Linked DNA regions of Capra hircus: region 2 is linked to region 1. Evidence: chromatin contacts called from public Hi-C data. All regions are on one chromosome and are shown on one strand. The core of a region is the stretch at or near the end of the contact, and the rest is flanking DNA. Distances in the headings are between cores, read along the strand shown. Region 1 overlaps TKT (transketolase). Region 2 overlaps RFT1 (protein RFT1 homolog).

Region 1 (6,274 bases), core at 2,053-4,552:
ACTATGAAACCAGATTCCTTAAGTCCTGGCTCCATCACTTAACTTGCTTTTGTGACCTTGGGCAGGTTGCTCCACCTTCAGTTATCTCAGTTTACTTGTCTATAAAATGGGGACAACAACAGCCTTAAGTGGGTTGATAGGTGCTTGGCTCCGTGCTTTACAGAGTGGGTGCTCAGTAAGTGTGAGCTGCCACTTCTATTACTATTAATCCACCAAAAAGAATTCCAGAAAGGATTGGCTGAAAGAGAAAGTTTCCTTCTGGATGTTTGACAACATAGCTTGTTTTATACAAGTTTCTAACACTGCGTCCAGCAGCCCTGGAGAGGTCAGCTTAAATAAAAATTCATCAAAAATCTAGTAGCAGATTCCAAACGCAGCGCATTGTCCCAAGAGTAGCTTTCAGTAGGAAATGAATAGCTCAGGAATGAAAGACAATAAGTACACTGGGCTTTGCATTACTTAGGCGAGAGGAGGAAGGTCTGTCCAAAGGCAAACAAGAGGAAGTAAAACAATGTGAAAAGAGAAAATTAAACCCAAATTGGAAACAGGCAGGTTTGAGCCATCCCAGTTCCTCCAGGTCCTTTCATGCAGTGGAAGGAGGGCAGGCCTTTCCCTGGACCCTTGTCAGGGCCCTTGCCCCTCATACCCTCTCTCTGTTCCCAGTTGGAACGCTGTCATCGTAGATGGGCACAGCGTGGAGGAATTGTGCAAGGCCTTCGGGCAGGTGAAGAACCAGCCAACAGTCATCATTGCCAAGACCTTCAAGGGCCGAGGCATCACAGGTCTGTACGTGAGCCTTCCACCTCCTGCCCTGCCCAGGACTGGTCCTGCAGCTGACTTCAGAGCTGGAGGTTTCGGGGGGTACCACTGAAGAGCCTGCCCCTTGCTTGCTCAGTGGAGTATACCCAGTCTGGGGAAGGAGGTGCAGGAGACTCGGTGGGCAGGGTGGCTGAGCTGAGATTTAGGACTCTGGTTGGGTGGCCTATGGGGGTCATATATAGGCGGGAGGACTTTGAGAGGCCTCTGGGTAAGGAGAAAGGACACTCCCTGGCTGGCATTCGCAGAGCGACCTTGGCAGCTCCAGCTGTCTGCCCTGAGCCGAAGGGCTGAGGCAGGGAGCCCCAGGAGAGCTTGGGGAGACCTAGATTCTCCCCTCAGAGGTGAGCAGGGTACCCCTCATGCAATGGAAAAGGGATTCCAGAGGCTTGTGCAGGTGGATTGCCCAGGAGGGTCTGGAAGATAGTTCCTGAGCCAGGCCTGAGAGCTCTGCAGGTCCCTCCCTAGCACCCAACCATGGGTTCCAAACCCTTGTTTAGGGCTAGGATGGCCATTGCCTTTGTAAAGAAGGGACGATGGGGGCTAGAAGTGGCCAGGAACTTGACTACAGAGTCTGGCATTAAGAGAGCTAAGTGCAGACCCTGGGCTGGCTTCACTGTGCATTGTGTCCAGCTGGCCCCCTGCCCACCAGGGGTCACATCCCTCTCTGCCTGTGTGGACTTGGGGCAGTTGAGGACATTTCACTGGAATCTGGGAGAGGTGTACAGCCCTCTGAGCCTCTGGGAGAGGCCTCTTGGATACTGTTGCAGCCTCAGTGCTGCTGACACTCACCCTTCAGGTGTTACCACTACAGCTCCTGGGGGTGGCCTGAGTCCTTGGCTCTCCCTGGGCTGTGGTGACATCTGAGGTGACTCAGAGGAGAGGGGTACTAAACCTCACTGGCCCTCCCACACAGCAAGACACCTTGGCAGGGGGTGACTTTTGGCAGTGCTGACCCTGCCCTGATCCTCAGCTTCCCTCCCAACTTCTTCAACAGAGTGATTTTTGCAGCAGACCCCACTCTCTGCAAGCTTGGGGTGGGGAGGTGACACAGAGAACGGGTTGGGCCAGCATGCCAGCAATATTCGTCCACCCATGTATGCCCCCTCCCACTGGGAGCTCCTGGAGGCCTGGGCCACCACTCAGTAGGGGCCTGCGGTTGAGCGCTGGTCATGACAGTCCTCTCCTTACCCTCTATGGTGGTGGGCTGCCCTCACATGGAGGCCGGGCCCTCCATGCTCTTCCTGGTCCCCTGGGAGCTGTCCCCTTACCTGTCTGTCCTCTGATGTACCTGTAGGGATAGAAGATAAGGAGTCTTGGCATGGGAAGCCCCTCCCCAAAAATATGGCCGATCAGATCATCCAGGAAATCTACGGTCAGATCCAGAGCAAGAAGAAGATCCTGGCGACCCCCCCACAGGAGGACGCCCCCTCAGTGGACATCACCAACATCCGAATGCCCACCCCGCCCAGCTACAAAGTTGGAGACAAGGTACCCAGTTGAGCCTCCAATTTTCTGGACTGACTAGGCTGGGGTGCAACAGTACTCATTTCCAGAGAGTGGGGCCAGGAGAGAGAAAAGAGGTTAGTTCAAGGTGAGGAGGAACCCTGAGATATTGCTCCTTGCAGTTCTTTCATGGGGACAGCCAACTCTGGAGTTATTTACTTTTCTGTGCCTATATTTTGTCCCTTTTCTCCCTGGTGGAAGCTGTGGCCCAGGGGCTGAGCAGGGCTCCAGGCCTCATGCTTCCTAAGGTGCTCAGCCTACCCACTCTTTCCTCCCCACAGATAGCTACCCGCAAGGCCTATGGACAGGCCCTGGCCAAGCTGGGCCATGCTAGTGACCGCATCATCGCCCTGGATGGGGACACCAAGAACTCCACCTTCTCAGAACTCTTCAAAAAGGAGCACCCGGACCGTTTCATTGAGTGTTACATTGCTGAGCAGAACATGGTAGGCAGAGCTGGGGTCTGTGGGGTGTGGGGGCAGGGCTGAAGCCCTCCCACTCCCTTGAGCAGCTATATCGGCACGCTGGTCCTTGACCCAGCGTGGACCCATGACCTCAAGGGACTGGTGGGGGAGGGGTGATGTGACACCCAGGGGCTGGGGGAGTGGAAACAGGGGAGCTGAACAGGGGCTACTGCGCACCAGCCAGGCATTCTGGTGGGTGGGCTTTCTCTGGGGGCAAAGGGCTCTGCAGATGAAGGGCAGGCATAGCCAGGAGGCGGGTAGTTTTAGCAAAGGCGGCTGAACTCATACACAAGGCTCTGGCCCTTGCCACCCTGTGGGATACAGAGATGAGTTTGGTGGACCTCTACCACGTGCATGGTTGTATTCACAAGTCCATGCCAGGGAACTGTGGTTGTTAAATAAGGAACAATGTTTCGTCCAGTTTTTCAAAATATCCGCTCCTTTCTGCAGAGGAGCCCAGCAAGGCCTTGCAGGTCCCTAGGAGCTGGGAACTTCCGCCCCCTGGTGGCCATTTGGCTCTATTGCACCCAACATTCTTCCTCTTAATACCTTAACTGGAAGTTGTCTCTGGCTTCTGGCCTTGGCAGCTGGAAGATCCAGACTAAACTGGTGGGGTGTGGAGAGGGTGGGGGCTGGGGGGGCCCCTGGTGTGCTGGGGAAGGAGGGCTTATGTCAGCTGGTGGATTTCATAACTCTGGAGCTGGTGCCGATTTGGAACCAGTGCCTGCACTCAGTGCTTCTAGGCCAGGATTTGGGCCTGGAGCTTCCAGAGCTTAGGGGTGCAAGGGCTTGTCTTTGGAGAGGCCTTGGGGCAACAGGGAGATAGTGAGTGGAGGGGAACTTGCACGGGCCTGGGAGGGATGAACCATCCATGCCCCAGCTGACTAGCTTGCTCTGTGAAAGGCTTTGCTTGCTGCTAAGAAAGTATTCCCCAGGAGAGTGATTTTTTTTAAAGAGAACTTTTGAAATGGTAATATCAGTTGAAAGGAGTCTGGAAACAGATGGAATCCCTAGGTGCACCGGATCACTTGCATGAGAGGAGAATTAACAGTTACTAGGATGACAAAACACTCCCCTCCCAGGAGGTGGCCCTGAGAAGTCCTGGGCTTCCTGGCCACCTCTCCCGCGGCGCTGAAGCCATCTGCTCTGACCCCAGGTGAGCATTGCCGTGGGCTGTGCCACACGCGACAGGACGGTGCCCTTCTGCAGCACCTTCGCAGCCTTCTTTACACGGGCCTTCGACCAGATTCGCATGGCAGCCATCTCCGAGAGCAACATCAACCTCTGCGGCTCGCACTGCGGTGTGTCCATTGGTGAGTGGAGCTGGGGTGCTTACACCTGTGACGTCCTCAGACTTCCGGAGCAGGGTGTGGGGCCAGGAGTGCATTACATGCATGGGGTCTTACACTGACGTATCCTTTCCCACACCCTAGGAGAAGACGGGCCCTCCCAGATGGCCCTGGAAGATCTGGCCATGTTTCGTTCTATCCCCATGTCGACTGTCTTTTACCCAAGTGATGGGGTGGCTACGGAGAAGGCAGTAGAATTAGCAGCCAATACAAAGGTGGGTCACGTGACTTCTTTCTTCAGCTGCAGCTAGTCCTTCCCTAGAGAGACAGGAAGGGTGGCCAGCATGCCAGCCCAGAGCTGCTCATTTGCTGCCCCAGAATGGGTATCTCCTGACTTGGCACTTGGTGGTATAGCTTGGAGGAGTTAGACTAGGAAAAATGGAATACACACCACCCTTCCTGCTATGTGGCAGACACTGCTAATTGATCACTGCGCTCTTTGCCCATTTGAGCATCCCAACAGCTCCTGGGATATTCCAGTCCAGCTCCCCGCCTCCATTCCAGCAGTTGAGGCTTATCTGCCCGTCCTGACCAAGAGCCACCTGCTGTTGACCAGGCAGCCCCCACGTGGTTCTCATTCCTCTGTCTGAGGACAGGGACCGAGGCATAGCACTTGGGTAGGGGCAGCCCTTCCTGGAAGATAGTCTACCTGATAGAGACTCTTCTCTCTGGGACTTGGGGCTGGCTCTCATACAAGAGGAGTATTTGGAGAGGCACACGCTGCAGAGGAAAGACTCCTGCCCTTGAGATTAGATGTCCTACATCCTGAAATCCTTCGTTATTCTGTTTCATTCCAGGGTATCTGCTTCATCCGGACCAGCCGCCCAGAAAATGCCATCATCTACAACAACAATGAAGATTTCCAAATCGGACAAGCCAAGGTCAATTGCAGTTTATGCGCCAGTGAGACCCCGTAGAGTGAACCTAAGGTCGGGACCCACCCCAGGCCACCCGTTTCTGAGCCTGACTGGCCCCCATGTTGCCCCCAGGTAGTCCTGAAGAACAAGGATGACCAGGTGACTGTGATTGGTGCTGGGGTGACCCTGCACGAGGCTCTGGCAGCTGCTGACCTGCTGAAGAGAGGTAAGGAATGTGGGACCTGCAGAGTCTTAGACGGGGCACTGACTGCAGACCAGGTCTTGGGGGTGAGGAAGAATCTCATCTAATTAAATGATGAGGATATTAATAAAAGCCAGACTTGGAGCCCTTATTGTGTGCCCAGCACGCTGACCAGATCAGAAGCCCTGGGACCTGACCATAGGACTTGAATCTACTTAGCTGGCCTCTAAGTATGGTATTCAGCATCACTGTGCCTTACCTTACCTCAGGGCAGACTCTTGGAATGTCCCTCTGGCTTCCTCTTTAGCTTGAAAAGCATCTTTGATGGAGTTTCCTGACAGTCCAAATGCCAACATCCTGCAGCCCAGGGCAGGAGGGGAGAGAAGGGGTGCTTCTCATCTTCCTGGAGGCCAGTTGCTCCCAAATCAGGCCAGGCAGGCTCCCAGGTGGAGGGGTGGGTAGCGGAGGACATGGCATCACAGGTCAACAGAGGAGGGGGTGAGCCATTAGGGGTGGGTAGCTACGTGGCAGGCTCCCTCCCAGGGCGCCCATCCAAGGCCCTAAAGGGCAGACCCACAGCACCCAGCTCCTTTGCCTAACCCCTCTTCTTCTCCCCTCACAGAAAAGATCAACATTCGCGTGTTGGACCCTTTCACCATCAAGCCCCTGGATAAGAAGCTCATTCTTGACAGTGCCCGTGCTACCAAGGGCAGGATCCTCACTGTGGAGGACCACTACTATGAAGGTGAGAGAGCTAGGGGCACACGGCTAGACATCCAGCCCCAGCAGGGTAGCTGCAGCCCAGGAAACCCAGAGCAGCTGGCACTTGGTTTCTTATTAGACCTCAGGCTTGGGTTGTGGACCAGTGAACTCAATGGCTGGAACGGCTCCTTAGATCCCTGCCCGATCCAGGAAACCTGCAAGGGTTCCAGCCTTGCTAAAAGCGCACGACAGTTATGTCCCTGAAGTTCTTGAAAGTTAAGGCTGTTGTGGAGAATCAAGGTGGGAAAGCGACACAAATATCAGACTTTTATGAGTGTGTGTGTTTGCTTAGTTGCTTCAGCTGTGTCCGACTCTGCG
Region 2 (6,274 bases), core at 1,475-3,974, 99 kb after region 1:
GAGTATTATTCAGCCGTAAAAATGAAATACTGATATGTGCTATGATGTAAATGAACCTCGAAAGCATTGTGCTAAGTGAAAGAAACCAGGCAGTAAAGGCCACCCATTATATGATTCCATTAATATATAATGTCCAGAGTAAGTGAGTCCATAGAGATGGAAAGCAGATTAGTGGTTATCAGGGGATAGAGGAATGGAGAGTGACTGCTTAATGGGCCAAGAATTTCCTTTTAGAGATGAAAAATGTTCTGGAATTAGATAGTGGTGGTGGTTATACAACATTGTGAATGTACTAAAAACCACTGCATTTTATGCTGTAAAATGATTAAAATGGTCAACGTTATGTGAATTTTTCCTCAATTAAAAGGAGGGGCAGGGATCCTGTAGTTAGGATATTCTGTGAAGAGATTGTTGCTCCTCCCCAGGCTCTGGTCAGCGGGATGTTGACAGAGGCAGGAAAGGGGGCTGGAAAAGGTGCTTGTTACAGAGGACGTAGGCATTAGATGGTGTGGCTCCCACAGCACTCCTTGTGTCTTAAAGGGTTTGAGGCATGAAAGAAGGAGGGTGGGTGGCAGGTCTGTCCTCAGGCGTGGATGGGTTTGGAAAGCAGAGGGCCTACACCTGCTAAATCCAGACTCCTCTTAGTCCTTGATGTGTGCCTTTTTTACACATTAAGCCTTGGTATTTCCAGATTGAAAGTGGTGCCTGGAGATCCCAGTCCTTGACCTTGTGCAGTGCTGTTCTCAGGCTGAGAGTGGACAAGGGAACTTGTAAGAAGGGGCTCTTGGGATGCTCCTCCCCAACCTGCAGACAAAACCCCAGGCTGCTGCTCCTCACCAGAAGCCACTTTCTGTCTCAGATGGGAAGAGGGAGGGATTGTGGGGCCTTTTATCACCTCTTCCCTCCCAGTCCTGTGGTAGCTCTTGCCTTGCCCATGTGCTGGGCAGAGAGGAGAGCCAGCAGCTTAATTTTGCCTTTTAATCATAATGTCACAGGTTTCCAGGGTTCATAGAAAATCCCCAGCCCTGGATGATGGCACATCCCTGGATATTAGCACAGCCAGGACACATGGATCCTCACGGTGTGCTGTCTAGGTGGGAAAGCCGTCCCTTTGGCCAGATACAAATCTTCTCAGAACGTATCTGACATTGCTGTGTGGTTGCCCTAGTGGCTATCTATCATGGAAGTTATGTTCTGCCTGCCTGGAAGAACTATGCTCCCAGTCAGGTGGAGTGTTGTGATGCCTTCCCCAGAGATGCTGCAGTGGAGCTGAGTGTTAGTGACTAGTACTGTTTTCCAGAAGGTGAGTCATTGCTCAGTAGAAAGTACAGTTAATTAAGACAGTTCTATTTCTTGACTGGCCTTTAAGGTCAAATCTATAGGCACATCTTAGTTATGGTGATCATGGTGGTGGTTTAGTTGCTGGGTTTGTAGCCTGCCAGATTCCTCTGTCCATGGGATTTCCCTTTCCCAAGCAAGAATCCTGGAGTAGGTTGCCATTTCCTTCTCCAGGAGATTTTCAGGACCCAGGGATTGAACCCTCATCTCCTGCATTGGCAGGTGGATTCTTTACCAGTGAGCCACCCGGAAAACCCCTTCTTAATTATGCTTACATTAAAACAGTGTAATTAAAACCCACTGTTTTCTTTTTTTCAGCTTTTCTATACTATAGTTCTGGTGCTCTGCTATGTTATTTACTTTGCAAAGATATTGGGCTCCCCAGAATCAGCCAAGCAACAAACTCTTCCTGTCTCCAGCATGACAGATCTGTTACCCAGTATGACAAAAAGTAGAGTAAGTAATGTATTTTGTCTCTTATCATTTTAATCACAGATGCTGGTTATCCTTGAGGGAAAGAAATGACAATTTATTGTTTATAGTTACGATAACAAAGATAATTTGATAATTCACGTTTATGAAGTGCCTGTTATGTGCTCAGCCAAGGTTTCTAAATCTTGGCACTAATGACAATTTGTGTGGCATGATTTTTTTTTAATTAAAAAAAAAACTTTTATTGAAATGTAGATAATTTATAATGTTGTGTTAGTTTCAGGTGTACGGTACAGTGATTCAGTTATAGATACATAATGTATATATGCACATATATATATTTGTTGTTTAGTTGCTAAGTCGTGTCCAACTCTTGTGGCCCCATAGACTGTAGCCCGCCAGGCCCCTCTGTCCCTGGGATTTGGAGTGGGTTGCCATTTCATTCTCCGGGGTGGGCCACATAATTTTTGTTGTGTGGGCTGTCCTTTGCATTGTAGGATGTATAGCGGCGTTCTTGATCTTTACCCACTAGATACCAGTAACTACCACCCCTCAGTTGTAACAACCGAAAATATCTCCAGATGCTCCCCTGGGGTGCAGAACTGCCCCCAGATGAGAAACCCTCTGCCACTCTCTGTGCCAGATGATTTACATACCATATTTAATGGTTACAGCAACTCTTTGGGGCTGACATTGTTATCTCTCTTTTAGGGAGGAAGAGCTGAGGCTTAGCAGCTAAATACTTGCCTGGGGTGGGGGTCAGAGGGAGGCCAGGAGCCGGATAGGCGTGACTCCCAGCAGAGCACAGGCTCTCCCCCCATGCCTGCTCTCTCTGTTCTGCTCTGCTGCCGTCTCTTGGTTTTTCCCGGGGCCTGACCTCCAGCATGGGCAGTCTGGAGGTGCTGATGTAGCCGAAGGCCCCTGCAGGGTTCCTTTGTCTAGTGTCAGGCCACTCTCTCAGGCGATCCGCTTCCCCAGGTAGACAGTTGAGGCTTCCAGAGGCTGATGGGTGGGAGGGAGGCATAATCTCTTTCTACTCAACACTTCAACTCTCGGTCCATTTGACTTTATCTCCCGACTCTTGTGGGGTCAGAGCCAGAGTCTCCAGCCCAGGAGTCACGCCTGCGGTGTTTTCCCACACTGCATCTGTGCGGTGGCCCTGTGCCCTGCTCCGTCTGGGCTGATCCACTTTCCCTTTTTCTTGTACTTGTTCATTCGCTGGAGGTGGTTCACTGAGTTGAGGTAAGGCTTCAGCTGGGCTTCTCCTTAAAGCTCTTCCATTATTACTTGAAAAATGTAATAAAGTATTTGGAATTCAAGTCTCAGAATGTTAGGAATCTTGTTGTACAACTTTTCAAGAAAAACCAGATACGATGTAACAAAGCCATGTATGTTCTTGTTAGAAGAGAGCGCTCCGTTCTGATCTAACCTTTCACCTAAATCAGCATCACAGTTTTTGGATGCCATGGTGCCTTATCTGTAGGCTTAGTGGATCAAGACTCCAGATAGCTTCTCTTACCTGGAGCTCCCTGCCCATAGAGGGCATCTGAGAGTACAGAAAAGTTCCTCTCCTCGAGTATTCCCTAGGGCCCACCTATACCAAGCCTGGCCAGCTTGTCGTATTGGGCCAGTGCCTGCTCTCAGCAGTATTTTCAAGTGCAGCTTTTGGACTGTTAATACAGGCAAAGAGAAAAGAGGAAGAGTCAGACAAGTGTGTACTTAACCCTGTAATGGGCTCAGAACTCTGACCTTCAGTTTCCTTGTATATCAAATGGGCATAATGAGTTGTTTAGTTGCTAAGGTGTGTCCAACTCAGTGACCCAGTGGACTGCAGCACACTAGGCTCCCCTGTCCTTCACTAAGTAAGAATACCTCCCTCCTAAGGTGGTTGTGAGAGCCACATGAGAGGGGGCACGTAAGGTGCTTAATGCTGTGGCCTGGCATGAGTGCTCATCCGTAAATGACAGCCCACACCGTCACCAGCACCTCACTGCTGCGCTCAGAGCTGGAGTAGCTCTGCTGGAGCATCCTAGCCAGGCAGACACTGTTGACTGCTGAGAGTTCAGTGGCTTCATCTGTCCACCTGTCACGAAAGTACCTGTGCTCACATTGTTGAGGCCTGAGCATGAGAAGGTTGAGTGTACCTTCAATCTGTGGCAGCACTCCTCCTGACAGAGCCCAGCCCCTGCTTGGGTGCTCTCTGGGATACAAACACATAGGAAGGTGACTGCTTAGCCTTAGGGAGCTTCCTGTGCATTTGGGAGGCAGTAGGTTCACATCTGAAGCCTGCAGGACTCTCTCCAGATCTCTGAGTTCTCACTTTAAAAAAAAAAGTATTTATTTGACTGTGTCAGGTCTTAGTTACAGCATGCAAATTAGTTCCCTGACCAGAGATGGACCCGGGGCCCCTGCATTGGGAGCATGATGTCTTAGCCACTGGACCTCCAGGAAAGTCCCAAGGGTCCTCACTTTTAAGGTGAGATTATTGGTCTACACGACCCCTGAGGCCCCTGTTAAAGACTTACAGAGTTCTGTGGAAGTATTTGAGCTTTGTCAAAGAATTATTTGTAATAACTGCCATTGACTGCATACTTACTCTGTGCCTGGCCCTAGGCTAAGCACTCGGACTTCTGTCCTTAAACCTCATAGTAACCCTATGAGTAAATACTGTTGTCTCCAATTCAGAGGAGTTAGGTGATCCACCCCAAATCACACAGCTGGCTTTGGGCCCACTTCTTTCTAACTTCTGTCTGTGAAAAAACCTTAGTCTCTGTGTTTAATCTTTATGCTCTGAATTCATCCAAAAGGAATTAGCTTATTGCCCAAAGTAATTATTTGTTTTACTTAAAGATTGGGAGGCTCCAGGTAGAGCAATTCATTATTTAAGTTTTGTTTTTTTTTTTTTTGAAGAAAAGAAGTGAGCTGAATCTGAATGCACTGGGTGCCTACACCAGCCTAACTTGACTCTCTGGAGCAGCTTTCTGTCCTGGGGGCTCCTTTGTACAAAACTGGTCAAACAAATTACATTTACTGTCAACTTGACCAAATTAGGAGATTTCTTTCCTCCTCTTACAGAACTCCATCTTCTTTAAAGATACTTATTTAGCCTTAAAATAATGACACCTCAAATAATGGCTGCCATTTACATCTTTTGTACTCTTTGACACTTCTGAGTGATTTAATATGCAAGATCAGCTAGTATTCAGGTAAAGCTGAGGAATTTAACACAGCTATCATGAGCGATATCTGTGTTAAGCACTGTACCAGGTGCCCTAGGTGGGGTCCCTGCACTCAGAATTTGCACTGAAGTCCTGAGATAGGACTTCCTATCCCATGTTGTAGGTGAGAAAACTGAGGCTTAGCAAAGTTAAATATCTTGCCCATTGCCTTCATACTCCGTAAGTCAGAAGCTGTAGGGAATTCCCTGGGGGCATGTAGGGGGCATGGGTTCGATCCCTGGTTGGGGAACTAAGGTCCTGCAAGCCACTTGGTGAAGTAAAAAAAAAAAGTGTCTGGAGCTGTAATTTGAGTTCTAGCCTATGAGCTCAACTCCAAAACCTGAACCCTGCCATGAGGAGAGAAAAGGTTTAAGATCAGGAGAAGGCAGTGGCAATCATCTGTCACTTTTCAAGTGATGAGGACAGTGGAGGGTGGGTGGAAATGGGAGTGTGGACAAAGCCAGGGCAGTCAACAGCCCTGCAGCAAGAGGGAGACAGAGGAGTGCCGTGTAGGGTGTGGAGGTGATGGAGGGCAGGGGACAGGACCGTGGCTCCTGTGACTCTTGACAGTGTGGTAAAGATGCAGCTGGTTGGACCATTGTAAGTCAAAGGGGTTTGGGAAGTGGAAGAGTGAGTTAGGGTAAACTACAGTGAGCCCTGAGTTGTGATTCCAGACCTTCTCCAGAGGTACTGCCCATCACCTTTCGCCATCTGTACCTCAGTTTCTCCATCAGTACAGGGAGGCAGTGAAATGGTTTGTTGGTCAGGGAATTCTAGAGAAATTCACAGCCGGATAGACCGGCTCAGCTAGATTTTGTGGAAGGGGCCTTTTTTGACCTTTCCAAGTGACAAATCCATTCAGAACAGTAAAATCCCGAAGAATGTACTTCTTTTTCTGCCACTTAGCAGATGCCTCTGAGTAGAAACCTAATCTCTGCTCAAACTTCCTGCCTCTCTATCATTAATGAGCATTTTGCAGTTAGTAAGCAGTGTGGCCATTCCTTCTAAACCATGGGTCCATTTAAGCTGAAGGCATTAGGAGGAAGGAATGCTCAAGTATGAGCTTGCAGATCAGATACACTGTCATGCTAGCACTCTCCTAAAGAACCTTTTTTTTTTTTAAGGGCTCAGCCACCCTCCCAAACCAAGTAGGCTTCACAGAAGCCTTGTGGACACACTGTAACTGTTCATTTCCTTTGAAAAGAGCACAGTTACTACTTTGTAGTCCACACACCTCACTCCTCCAGAGGGCCACCTGGCATGGAGAGGGCAGAGTGTGAGAGAGA

What was found. Hi-C and Micro-C count contacts between places; a contact is called where the count stands out from the background.
Region 2: a Hi-C map of liver shows a contact between it and region 1, with 3 times the contacts expected there. The contact joins two enhancer-like sites. A contact is called at or near these places in 3 of 5 Hi-C or Micro-C datasets (blood and liver).

Annotation. Positions count from the first base shown.
Region 1 is chr22:47,637,774-47,644,047 of ARS1.2, forward strand. It overlaps TKT (transketolase), which reads left to right. Exons shown (of 14, transcript XM_018067049.1): 6 at 664-782; 7 at 2,114-2,307; 8 at 2,604-2,768; 9 at 3,943-4,099; 10 at 4,220-4,350; 11 at 4,933-5,016; 12 at 5,125-5,218; 13 at 5,817-5,939. Among named protein-coding and RNA genes, the nearest start is that of TKT, 19 kb to the left of the region's middle. Within about 2 kb of position 3,303, at least 2 of the 5 cell types and tissues checked have an H3K27ac peak or open chromatin away from gene starts, as enhancers often do.
Region 2 is chr22:47,736,962-47,743,235 of ARS1.2, forward strand. It overlaps RFT1 (protein RFT1 homolog), which reads left to right. Exons shown (of 16, transcript XR_001297142.2): 6 at 1,657-1,794. Among named protein-coding and RNA genes, the nearest start is that of RFT1, 13 kb to the left of the region's middle. Within about 2 kb of position 2,725, at least 2 of the 5 cell types and tissues checked have an H3K27ac peak or open chromatin away from gene starts, as enhancers often do.